Regions from separate parts of the Canis lupus genome. Here region 2 is linked to region 1. Evidence: chromatin contacts called from public Hi-C data. All regions are on one chromosome and are shown on one strand. The core of a region is the stretch at or near the end of the contact, and the rest is flanking DNA. Distances in the headings are between cores, read along the strand shown. Region 1 has its middle 28 kb from the start of TMBIM6. Region 2 holds the start of BCDIN3D (RNA 5'-monophosphate methyltransferase).

Region 1 (6,392 bases), core at 2,768-5,267:
TGATGAGGTTAAGATAGGTGTGGGAGCATCAAAACATAGGTTTTGCTGGGTTTTAAAGTTTAAGGAGACTGGCAGGAAGTAGGAGGGAGGGGGAAATCGGGAAACAGTAACAGGACCGGGCTTGTCCGCGCTTAGTAACTGGCTTTGTCCTGAGGGCAACCGAGCCTGAGCCCAGGGCAGGACTTTGAGCGAGGGAATGGTCAGATTTGCATTTTTACATCTCAAATGACTGGAGGATGGACCAGGATGGATGCCCCTGAAAAGCAGAGACACTCTAACATCCAGATTGTGGCCTTTCTCATTTGCCACTAAAAAGAACCAGAGCTCCATTGGGAAATGGTGCCGAGAGGTGTGTGTAGATATGCTAGATGAACCTGGAACATGATGTTATGGCAGAAAGTCAACAAGCTGTCAAAAATGGTGTAACTCATAAGGACGCAGGCTCCTGGCTGAAAATGGGATCATTTGAGCATCAACAGGAATTACAAGTATGATGGAATGGGGATCCCTGGGTGACGCAGCGGTTTGGCGCCTGCCTTTGGCCCAGGGCGCGATCCTGGAGACCCGGGATCGAATCCCACGTCAGGCTCCCGGTGCATGGAGCCTGCTTCTCCCTCTGCCTGTGTCTCTGCCTCTCTCTCTCTCTCTCTCTCTCTCTCTCTCTCTGTGTGACTGTCATAAATAAATAAAAAAATAAAAAAAGAAGTATGATGGAATGAAAAATGTTTTAAATCTGTAAGGTCAATATTTTATTGGTCACTTTGAAGGGTGCAAGTACTTGTTAACAAAGGGATGGAAACAAACATTTATCTTTCCTGTATTAACAATACTTCAGGGTAATCAAAAAGTAAGTGGAAGTTTGTAGGAATATTCTAGCTGTTGGGCGGGAGGGGTGGGGAAACTGGGTGACGGGCACTGAGGAGGGCACTTGATGGGAGGAGCACTGGGTGTTACACTATATGTTGGCAAATTAAACTTAAATAAAAAAAAAATTCCAGCTAATAGATGATGGAATTATAGGGTTAATTTGTCCCTAATTTGTAAACCTCTAATGAAATAATGAAGCAAGGTAATGACAACAGCCACACTATCGTAAGACTATAGCTGACGTCATGTGCCCCCTGCTGGAAGTCAACAATACTTTCTTGCAAAAGAAAAAAAAAAGTCCATATTAAGTTCTAGATCTAAATACCAGTTTACAGGAAAGACATGAATCTGAGGACTGTGTTCAAATGACATCATGAGGATGTAAGCAGCAAAAACCAGTAAATGTAAAACTAAAGAAAATCTGGATCCTAAAAAAAAAAAAAAAAGACAAATGACAAAACGAAAAAACAAAAGACAGAAAGGAACCTAGATATTTAGAGCCATATCAACAAAATGCAAGCATGGATCCTGATTCAAATAAGCCAGCTATCAATGGAGACAACTGGGATAATTTGAACCTGTGGTTAACCATTCTCTAGGACGACCCTCTAAAATCCTAGCCTCCTGGTATTCACACCCTCTCACAATAAGGCGGGCTGGCATGTGTGTGACCCACACATGGGTCATGAAAGGTCTTGGAGCTTCCTCCTTGGATCCCTGGTTCGCTTGCCCTGGGGGAAGCCAGGCAAGGTTCTAGGGCCATTCAAGCTGCCGTGTGGAAAACCCTTGTGGAGAGGACCAGAGCCCCTTGCCAACAGCCAGCACCCACTTGCCAGCCAGTGTCGATGAGCCGCATGGAAAGCAGATCCTCCAGTACCTGTCGGACTTCCGGGTGACTGGCATCTCATGAGACTCCAATCCAGAACCAGCTAGATCATCTGCTCTCAGGTTTCCAACCCATAGAAAGTATGAGCAACAGGAGATGCCTGAGTGGCTCAGTGGTTGAGCAGCTGCCTTCAGCTCAGGCTGTGATCCCGGGATCTTGGGATCTTGGGATGAAGTCCCATATCGGGTTGCTCGTATGGAGCTTGCTTCTTCCTCTGCCTATGTCTCTGCCTCTCTCTCTCTCGCTGTCTCTCATGAATAAATAAATAAAATCTTAAAAAACTATGAGCAACAATAAGTGTTTATTATTGTTTTAAACCACTAAGTTACACAGCAGTGGATAACATACAAATAGTGATTAGTTGATGATTTAAAGAATATTTAGGGGATCCCTGGGTGGCTCAGCGCTTTAGCGCCTGCCTTTGGCCCAGGGCGCGATCCTGGAGTCCCGGAATCAAGTCCCTCATTGGGATCCCGGCATGGAGCCTGCTTCTCCCTCCTGTGTCTCTGCCTCTCTCTCTCTCTCTCTCTCTTTCTCTCTATCATAAATAAATAAATTTAAAAAATAAAGAATATTTAATGCATAAGTGAAGAATGTTATTGTGATTGTTATTTGAGTGTTGTTTCAGAGCATACTGAAGTATTTACAGATGCATTAAGATGCTGAGATTTGCTTCAAAATAATACAGTTAGGTGGCAGCAGGCAGGGGGCGGTATAGATGAAGTGAATGGTCATGAGTTTATACTGGTTGTAGCAATAGACATACTCATAGTCTTCTCTACTTTTTGTGTTGTTGAAATTTGCTATAATAAAACATTATTAAAAATAAAACATTATGAAAAAAAAGGTACTTACGGTGGTCCACACAAGAGAAAAGGTGGCTGCAATAGAGCAGTAGTTATAAGGGTTGTAGAAAAGATGATGGAAGCAAAATATTCAGAAAGCAAATGTTTAGGCCTTAATGACTGAACAGACCTGGGGAGGTGAGAAAGGAGAATCAAGGGTGACTCTGGGATCTGGATAGACCTACCGGACGCTTGCCAGCTGTGCAAGCTTGGACGAGTTACTCAGCATCTCTGTGCTCATTTTCCCTCTCCCTCTGCCTCTCCCCCACCCCTCAAATAAATAAAAAGTCAACAACAACAACAACCCAGTACTACCTAAAGGATTAAATTAATTAAAATACATAAAGCACTTAGAACAGTATTGAGCACATAGTAAACCCTCAAAGTGTTAGCGCTTCCACTGGGGAGGCCCAGGACTCCCGTGGGATGGTGGTTTTGGCTTTGGACATATTGAGAGTACAGTGGTGAGGGACTTTCATGAAGCTGTCAACAGGCATTTGCATCCCAATCTGAAGTTCAGGAGGGAAGCTGGAGATAGAGATGTGGATGATTTGATACATCTTATTTTATCTTATTTTTTATTTTTTAAATTTTTATTTAAACTCAGTTAAAATATAATGTATTATTGGTTTCAGAGGTAGAGTTCAGTGATTCATCAGTCTTACATAACACCCAGTGCTCATTATATCACGTGCCCTCCATGACGTTCATCACCCTGTGTCACTCTGTCCCCCCGCCCCCCTCCCCTCCAGCAACCTTCAGTTTGTTTCCTATGATTAAGAGTCTCTTATGATTTGTCTCCCTCTCTGATTTTATCTTATTTGTTTTCCCCTCCCTTCCCCCATGATCTTCTGTTTTGTTTCTTAAATTCCACATGAGTGAGGTCATATGATAACTGTCTTTCTCTGATTGACTTATTTCGCTTAGCATAATACCCTCTAGATCATCCAGGTCGTTGCAAATGGTAAGATTTCACTTTTTTTTTGATGGCTGAGTAGTAGTCCATGGTGTGTGTGTGTGTGTGTGTGTGTGTGTATACATACATATACACCACATCTTCTTTATCCATTCATCTGTCAATGGACATCTGGGCTCTCTCCATGGTTTGGCTATTGTGGACATTGCTGCTATAATCATTGGGGTGCAGGTGCCCCTTTGGATCACTACATTTGTATCTTTGGGGTAAATCCCTAGTAGTGCAATTGCTGGGTCATGGGGTAGCCCTATTCTCAACTTTTTGAGGAATCTCCATACTGCAACCTCCAGAGTGGTTGCACCAGCTTGCATTCCCACCAGCAGAGTAAGACGGTTCCCCTTTCTCTGCATCCTCGCCAACATCTGTCATTTCCTGACTTGTTCATTTTAGCCATTCTGGTTGTGGTGTGAAGTAGCATCTCATTGTGGTTTTGATTTGTATTTCCCTGATGATTCGGCACATTTTAAAACCTTAAGAGTGAGTCAGCCCTTTGGACAGACACTTCACCAAAGAAGATATACAAATGTCAATAAACACATGAAACAATGTTAAATATAATTAGATATTAGGCAAATGCGAACTAAAGCAACAATGAAATATACCTACTAGAATTGACTAAAATTTTTTTTAAAAATCGTGATAATACCAACTACTGGTAAAAATGTGGAGCAACTAGAGCCCTCATACTTTGCCAGTGGTAAAGTAAAATGGTACAACTCCTGGAAAACAATTTGGCAGTTTCTTTTAAAATTAAGTACCATCCAACCCAGCAATTGCACAGTTTATCCTAGAAAAGTAAAAATGTGTGTTCAAACAAAATCTTGTACATGAATGTTTGGAGAAGCATTATTGGTAATAACCAAAATCTGGAACAATCCAAATATTCTTCAACAGGCAAATGGATAAACTAACTGTGGTCCATCCAGACAATGGAATGCTCCTCTGCAGTAAAATGGACTAAGCCATAGCCATCTACAGCCACCTGGATGGATCTCAAGGCATTATTTTATGAAGAATGATTGAGCCCAACAGAACCCCAGGAAACTCGTATTTTTTTTTAAGATTTTTATTTATTTATTCATGAGAGGCACAGAGAGAGGCAGAGACACAGGCAGAGGGAGAAGCAGGCTCCATGCAGGGAGCCCGACGTGGGACTCGATCCCGGGACTCCAGGATCATGCCCTGGGCCAAAGGCAGACGTTAAACTGCTGAGCCACCCAGGGATCCCCAGGAACCTCATATTTAAGGAGCATATGGAAACCTCGTCCCTTGCTCTCTAACACAACACATGCTGCCTAGGTTTGGGCCCTACTGAATCTTGCCTGGGCTAGTGCTCCAGCCTCCTCACTGGCCTCAGCCCCTCGCCTTGGGTCTCTCCAGTCCACATTGCACACTATTTCTAGATGGATTTTCCTGATAGTAAACACTGAACTTTTTTTTTTTTTAAGATTTTATTCATTTATTCATGAGAGACTCACAGAAAGAGGCAGCAACACAGGCAGAGGGAGAAGCAGGCTCCCTGTGGGGAGCTGATGTGGGTCTCAATCCCAGGACCCCAGGATCACGCCCTGAGCCGAAGGCAGATGCTCAACCGCTGAGCCACCCAGGTGTCCAACCCTGAACTTTTCAATAGCACATTTTTGCTGTCAGGCTAGAGTCCAAACTCCTCCTTTATACAGCTTACCTCTGTCCTCTCATTTTTCTTTTTTCTTTTTTTTTTAATTTTTTAAAAATTTATTTGTGATAGTCACACACACACAGAGAGAGAGAGAGAGAGAGAGAGAGAGAGGCAGAGACACAGGCAGAGGGAGAAGCAGGCTCCATGCACTGGGAACCCGACGTGGGATTCGATCCCAGGTCTCCAGGATCGCGCCCTGGGCCAAAGGCAGGCGCCAAACCGCTGCGCCACCCAGGGATCCCCTCCTCTCATTTTTCAATGCTCCAGCCATTATGAACTCATCTTTATGCTATAGAATGTTCCATTTGGTCCCTCACTGCGAGGCTTTGGAATTTATATTTCTTTCTTTCTTTCTTTCTTTCTTTCTTTCTTTCTTTCTTTCTTTCTTTCTTTCTTTCTTTCTTCTTCCCTTCCTTCCTTCCTTCCTTCCTTCCTTCTTTCTTTCTTTCTTCTTTCTTTCTTTCTTTCTTTCTTTCTTTCTTTCTTCTTTCTTTCTTTTCTTTCTTTCCTTTCTTTCTTTCTTTCTTTCTTTCTTTCTTTCTTTCTTTCTTTCTTTCTTTCCTTTCTTTCTTTCTTCTTTCGATTGTATTGATCTATTTGACAGAGAGAGAGAGAGTGAGAGCACAAGCAGGGGAAGAGGGAGAAGCAGGCTCCCCACTGAGCAGGGAGCCTCATGCAGGGCTCGATCCCAAGACCCCCCGGAATCATGATCTGAGTTCAAGGCAGACGCTTCACCGACTGAGCCACCCAGGCACCCCGGCATTTCAAATTTTCGGCCTAGAGCTCTTACCCAACCCTCTGGGTGTGACTCAGTCACCGCCACCCTGCTGGTCTAGGTCTTGCTAGCACCTCGTGGAAGGAAGACTGGCCTATAGAGCCCCTTCGGCGGCCTCGAGAGCCCAGGGGTGCCCCCCATCACAGCACTAGCCACGTTCCCCTGGGATCAGCCACAGATTGTTTGGCACCAACCAGTAACACTGAGTCCCGAGGGAAGGGACCTGTCATCACATTCGCCTCTGGGCCCCCGGAGTCTAGCTGGGTGCTTCACACCCACCGAGTGTCCAACAAATGTTTGTCGTCTAAACAACGGCGTGGGTGGATGAGGAAATGAAGGAGTGAGCGGGGAGGTCCAAGTGCCCA
Region 2 (6,239 bases), core at 640-3,139, 65 kb after region 1:
CAAAGCAGAGCCTGAACTCACAACTCTGAGATCAAGACCTGAGCTGAGATCATGAGTCGGACTCTTAAGAGTCATCTAGGAGCCCTCTGAGATTCTGTATTTCTAATATGCTTCCACGTCATGCTGATGCTGTAGATCAAGGACCACATTTTGAGTAGGAAGGTCCTATACTATGCTCCTTAGTCTACCCATTTCTCTATTTCTTTCTTTGCTGACTCCCTCTTCCTATCTGATCTTGGGTATGCCAGTTTCAGTAGTCATTTTGTTACATCAGTCCCTCCTCCACATCTCTCCACCCTCTCCATCCTCAATTCCCCAATCTCAGAATACCCTAGAAGACTGAAAAAGAAAATGCAGACTCAAGGGCTCAATCACCCAAGATCCTGAATCAGTAGGTCTGGAGAGGGACCTGAGAGTTTCAGAAATGTAAAGAAAGCACCCTACAGGGGATCCCTGGGTGGCTCAGCGGTTTAGTGCCTGCCTTCGGATCCTGGAGTCCCGGGATCAAGTCCCACATCGGGCTCTCTGCATGGAGCCTGCTTCTCCCTCTGCCTCTCTCTCTCTCTCTCATGAATAAATAAATAAAATTTTAAAAAAAGAAAAAAAGAAAGAAAGCACCCTACAAATTATGGTACATCCATACAATTTTGAAGCTGCTAAAAAAAGAATGTAGTGACACGACTGCTCTCCAAATTAAGTGAAAAGCAAGGTGGAAAATAGTGTGCTCTTTATATAAGGTAGGATATTTATCCACATAGAAATGATTGTGTACACACAGGATGCATATCCAAAGAATGATAAACAGCGGTTGCCACTGTGTTAGGGGGAAAGGAGAATTTAGGGTCAGGAGTGGAGACTTGCTTTTTATTATATGCATAGGATTTGGAAGCATAGGGTCAGAATGTCTGCGTCTCTAGGACATGCTAGTAGTTAACAGATAGGTGTCGGAGAGACATTGTGATATTCTGGATGTGATTTCACTATAATCTCTCTATGCCTAAGAATACTTTGCGGTAAGAAGACGTGGCAATGCCTTCCTCTACCAGGAAGCTGTATTTTCCCTCTCGATCCTCTCCTCGGTACTCAGTCAACTCATTGCTTTTTAAATAAACATCCACTTGGCTCCATCCTACACTGCATGGCAGGCACGTGACTCTTAATTCCAGACATGATTCCGTCACCCCGGCTCACCTCGCACAGTAGAGCGATCCCAGCCCTACGTTCCCAAAGGTGGGTGTCCAGAAGCCCCCTCTCTGCAGCCTGGGGGTCCCCCAGCTGCGCTGGACAGGAGGCTAGCGCCGGAAGCCCAAATACGGCGGCCCTTCCCACAAGAGGTCTGGCCGTCAGGCAGCGAACGCACGGGACGGGATTGGAACCGAGTTAAAAATCATTCCTCCCCAGGATTCCTGAGCGGGATGGCGGTGGGTCCCCGATGGTCCCCGATGGTGGAAGGTCCGGCAGCAAGGGGGTCGGCCCAAGCGACCTCTTTAGAATCATTTTTGGGAAAGTCCTGGGGGTGGGGGGTGGGGTGATGTCACGCCCAAACCCAAGCCCCAGCGAACGCGGAGGAAGCCAGAAGTCGGGCTCCCCGACCTCCGACCCCGCCCCTGTCACTCACCCCAGAGTTACACCCCACGTCGAGCCCCAGGATCGGCCTCGTTTCGGAACTACTCGGCGGAAAGAGCCGGCGAAGCAGCTCCGGGGGCAGGAGGCGGAGCCGCTGTTCTGGAGGATGGAAGCGGGAATAATGTGGGAAATTTCCAAATGGGGCTGCCCCCGGTTCCAGAATTCGCGGTTCCTCTGCGGCCTCCTCAACGCCCCCGGCGGCCTGTCTCCCGGACGCCGCCATTAGGGAGTCGGGCCTCTGGGTTCCGGCGGAACCGGAAGTCGGGACCGGCTCGCCCGCGGCCGGGGCGCCAGCGCGCATGCGTCGAGTGGCGGAGGCGGATGGGCCCGAAGGCTGAGGTGCCCCGCAGATCGCTGACAGCCTCGCTACGACAGCACTACGACCTCGGAGGTGGTTAGTAACATACATTTTTAAGATTATTTATTTATTTATTCATTCATGAGAGACACACAGAGAGAGGCAGAGACACAGGCAGAGGGAGAAGCAGGCCTCCACGCAGGGAGCCGGACGCCGGACTCGATCCGAGGTCCCCAGGGTCACGCCCTGGGCTGAAGGCGGTGCTAATCCGCCGAGCCCCTCGAGCTGCCCCGTGGTTGGTAATATTATCCCGTTTTACATGGGGGGGGGGGGGGGGGAACCAACGCAGAGAGCTGAAGTGACTTGCCCAAGGCTGACATAGTTTCAACTGGAGCTGCCCAGAACAAGGAGGTTGTTGGGATGTTGGAAATCCATTTTGGGCCAGCTTCCTTCCTTTACAGGTGCATTAAGTGAGATCCAGAGGGGGAGAAACTACTTACCTAGAGTCACACAAGGAATCGGTGGTGTAGGCACTTGCTCCCGATTCATCCTATGGTTCCAGGAAAGGGTAGCCAGGAGCTAGGGATCCCTTGAAGGGTCGGAAGACCAAGATGGCCCTGACGGCCAGGCGGGTCAGGTGGATAAGGGCAGCTGTAATTTGTGAGCTCCTTGAGAGGCAAGGACCATGCCTTAAGAGCCAGCACTTACCAGTGATTATCGGGTGCCAGATGCCTGTCCAGGACCTCTACACATATTCATTCTTTCAATCCTCACATCAGTCCTGCGATGAAAAGACCGTAGTTATCCCTTTCTTATATATGAGGACGTTGTGGTGTAAGGAATTTGTAACCGGCTCAAGGTCAAGCAGTTAGAAATGATGGTACCAGGATTTGAACCCAGGCAGTTTGGCCCCAATGGGTGTGCTTGTCACCATTATGTTATTCTTAGCCTCTATCTCTTATACCTACCGTAGTGCCTGGCCCAAAGATGCTCGATAAATATTCGTTGAGGAATCCCTGGGTGGCTCAGCGGTTTAGTGCCCGCCTTGGGCCCAGGGTGTGATCCTGGAGACCTGGGATCGAGTCCCACATTGGGCTCCCTGCATGGAGCCTGCTTCTCCCTCTGCCTGTGTCTCTGCCTCTCTCTCTCTCTCTGTGTCTCATGAATAAATAAATAAAATCTTTAAAAAATAAAATAAATATTCGTTGAATGAAAACTATGTGGCCCCTGGGTAGCTCATGGTTTTAGCCTCTGCCTTTGGCTCGGGTCATGAACCTGGGGTCCTGGGATGGAGCCTTCCGTCTGGCTCCCTGCTCAGGTGGCAGTCCGCTTCCCCCTCTCCTCTGCCCCTCCCTCTCTGTTCTGCTCTCTCACTTTGTCTCTCAAATAAATAAATAAAATCTTTTTAAAAAAGAAAACTCAGTATCAATAAATGGTGCTAGGAAAATTGGATATTCATATGCAAAATAATGAAAGTGGATCGTGATCTTACACAAACATCAGCTCGAAATGGATTAAGAACTTAAATGTAAAAAAAAAAAAAAAAGAACTTAAATGTAAGACCTGAAACTATGATAGCTAGAAAAAAAGATAGAGGAAAACTGATCTTGGCAATGATTTCATGGATATGACACCAAAAGCACAGACAACAGAAGCAGAAGTAGACAAGTGAGACTACATCAAACTAAGAAACTTACTTACGCATAGCAATGAAATCTATTGATAGAGTGAAACGGCAACTTACAAAATGGGAGAAAATATTTGCAGACTATAGATCTGATAATGAATCAATTTCTAAAGTGTTAAAGGAACTCCTATAACTCAATAGCAAGAGAACTAATAACTGAAAAATGGGCAAAGGATTTAAGAAGACCTGTCTCCAAAGGAAAGCATGCAGATGGCCAACAGGTATATAAAAAGATGCTCAATGTTACGAATCATCAAGGAAGTGCCAACCAAAACTACAAAATGCAGGCAACCTGGGTGGCTCAGTAGTTTAGTGCCTGCCTTTGGCTCGGGGCATGATCCTGGAGACCTGGGATCAAGTCCCACGTCGGGCTCCCTGCACGGAGCCTGCTTCTCCCTCTGCCTGTGTCTCTGCCTCTCTCTTTCACGAATAAATAAATGAAATCTTTTTTAAAAACCCTACAAAATATCACCTCATGTTAGGATAGCTATTATAGAAGAGCAAAAACAAAGACAAGTGTTGGCAAGGATATGGAGAAAGTGGAACCCTTGTACACTGTTGGTGGGTATATTAAATGGTGCAACCTCTACAGAGATTCTTCAAAAAATTAAATAGAACTACCATATGACCCAGCAATCCCATATCTGGGTATTTATTCAAAAGAATTTTTTTTAATTTTTAAAATTTATTTATGATAGTCACACACAAAGAGAGAGAGAGAGAGAGGCAGAGACACAGGCAGAGAGAGAAGCAGGCTCCATGCATCGGGAGCCCGACGTGGGACTCGATCCCGGGTCTCCAGGATCGCGCCCTGGGCCAAAGGCAGGCACCAAACCGCTGCATCACCCAGGGATCCCTATTCAAAAGAATTTAAATCAAATTCTTGAAGAGAGAGAAGTAGCACTCTCGTATTCATTGTGACACTATTCACAAGATGTGGAAACAAATGTCCACTGGACAGATGAATCGATAAAAGAAATGTGGTATTATATACAATGGAGTATTATTCATCTTAAGAAGGAAGGAATCCTGTCATATGTGACAACATGGACAAACCTTGAGGACATTTTGCTAAGTGAAATAAGGCAGTCATGGAAGGCCAAACACTGCATGATTCTACTGATGTAAGGTATCTAAAATAGTCAAACTACTAGAAACAAAGAATATAATGGTAGTTGCTAGGGGCCAGGGGGAAAGGGATAGGAGTTGATAATCAATGGCTGTAAAGTTTCAGTTATGCAAGATGAATAAGGTCTAGAGATCTGTTGTATAATATTATGCCTATAGATAACAATATTGTGCTGTACACTTAAAAATCTGTTAAGAGGGTAGATCTCATATATATATTTTAAAGGTTTTATGTATTTGTTCATGAGAGACACAGACAGAGGCAGACAGGCAGAGGGAAAAGCAGGCTCCCTGTTAAGAGCCCAACGTGGGACTTAATCCCAGGACCCTGAGATCTCGCTCTGAGCCAAAAGCAGACTCTCAACTACTGAGCCACCCAGGTGCCTCGAGGGTAGATCTCCTATTAAGTGTACTTACCAGATGAAGTAAAATTTAAGAAAACAAAAACTCAATAGAAGCTGCAAATAGATGACTAAAGCCAGGTTTGTTTTGGGAAAATTAGAATGGAAAGAAGAAAGGAGCTGAAACAGACAAAGTGGAATGCAGGTGGCCAAAATCTGGGCTGAGCCAGGGGAAGGAAAAAAACAGCTGGTAAGGAGAGAAATCGAGGGGTTAGCCCAGGTAGCAGTTTCCAGTTAGAAGCCAGGATGGTTCAGAATAATCCAACAGGTTCAGCCAGAAGTCAACAGAGTTGTGTTGACCTCTCCCCACCTGGCCAGCCATCTTTTTTTTTTTTTTTTTTTTTTTTAAGATTTTATTTATTCATGAGAGAAACAGAGAGAGAGGCTGAGACACAGGCAGAGGGAGAAGCAGGCTCCATGCAGGGAGCCCGACGTGGGACTCGATCCTGGGTCTCCAGGATCATGCCCTGGGCCGAAGGTGGCACTAAACTGCTGAGCCACCTGGGCCCCTGGCCGGCCATCTTAAAGGGCCTCTTGCTACATGAGGCCAGTCGTTTGCTGAACTTCTAAGGGGCTAAAATGTGACCCCTGCAGAGTGCTATCAGGCTAAAATGGTCCCTGTCTGTTGCCCTCCCAGGTTGTACTTCATACTTCTATCTCTGCCTGGTCTATTTGGGGACATAAGTTAATGAGCAAAAGTCACAGTGAAACTGAGTAAACCACAGTAACCCTGAACAACTTCCAGAAGAGTAGGGGTGGGACAACAGCACTGGTAACATTTCTCTCCCCAGTGTTTTTGAGATTTTGGTGAGCCGAATTTACCTCTTTTTGTCACTAGGTGGTGCCAGCACAAACCCTTGACAATCCTTAATATTCAAGGAGCTGCAATCACCTTGCTTTTGTAAACACCTTTTTGTTTGCTTTTTAGAACAAGTATCTATTATTGCCAGTAAAGTGTTTAATTTCATTAAGGACATGAGCGTGTTTTTGAGTTTTGAAACAGTACTCGCCAGAAAAAAAAGTCACCAGCCTAGATGGTGAATGGCAGGCTCCTCATTAATCCTGGGATCTTTGAGAAGCAAAGATAGGGGTGGGTCTG

Evidence for each region. A called contact is a pair of places that touch in the nucleus more often than the background predicts.
Region 2: a contact with region 1 is called in a Hi-C map of blood, with 2.8 times the contacts expected there. The contact joins the promoter of BCDIN3D here to the enhancer-like site in region 1. A contact is called at or near these places in 4 of 9 Hi-C or Micro-C datasets (amygdala and blood).

The regions. Positions count from the first base shown.
Region 1 is chr27:41,732,679-41,739,070 of UU_Cfam_GSD_1.0, forward strand. No RefSeq gene overlaps it. Among named protein-coding and RNA genes, the nearest start is that of TMBIM6, 28 kb to the left of the region's middle. Within about 2 kb of position 4,018, at least 1 of the 20 cell types and tissues checked has an H3K27ac peak or open chromatin away from gene starts, as enhancers often do. A contact at or near this core is called in blood, where this site is marked.
Region 2 is chr27:41,799,518-41,805,756 of UU_Cfam_GSD_1.0, forward strand. It overlaps BCDIN3D (RNA 5'-monophosphate methyltransferase), which reads right to left and starts at 1,890. Exons shown (of 2, transcript XM_038577608.1): 1 at 1,619-1,890. The coding sequence starts at 1,849. All of the region lies in intron 3 of LOC119866371 (a long non-coding RNA gene), which reads left to right.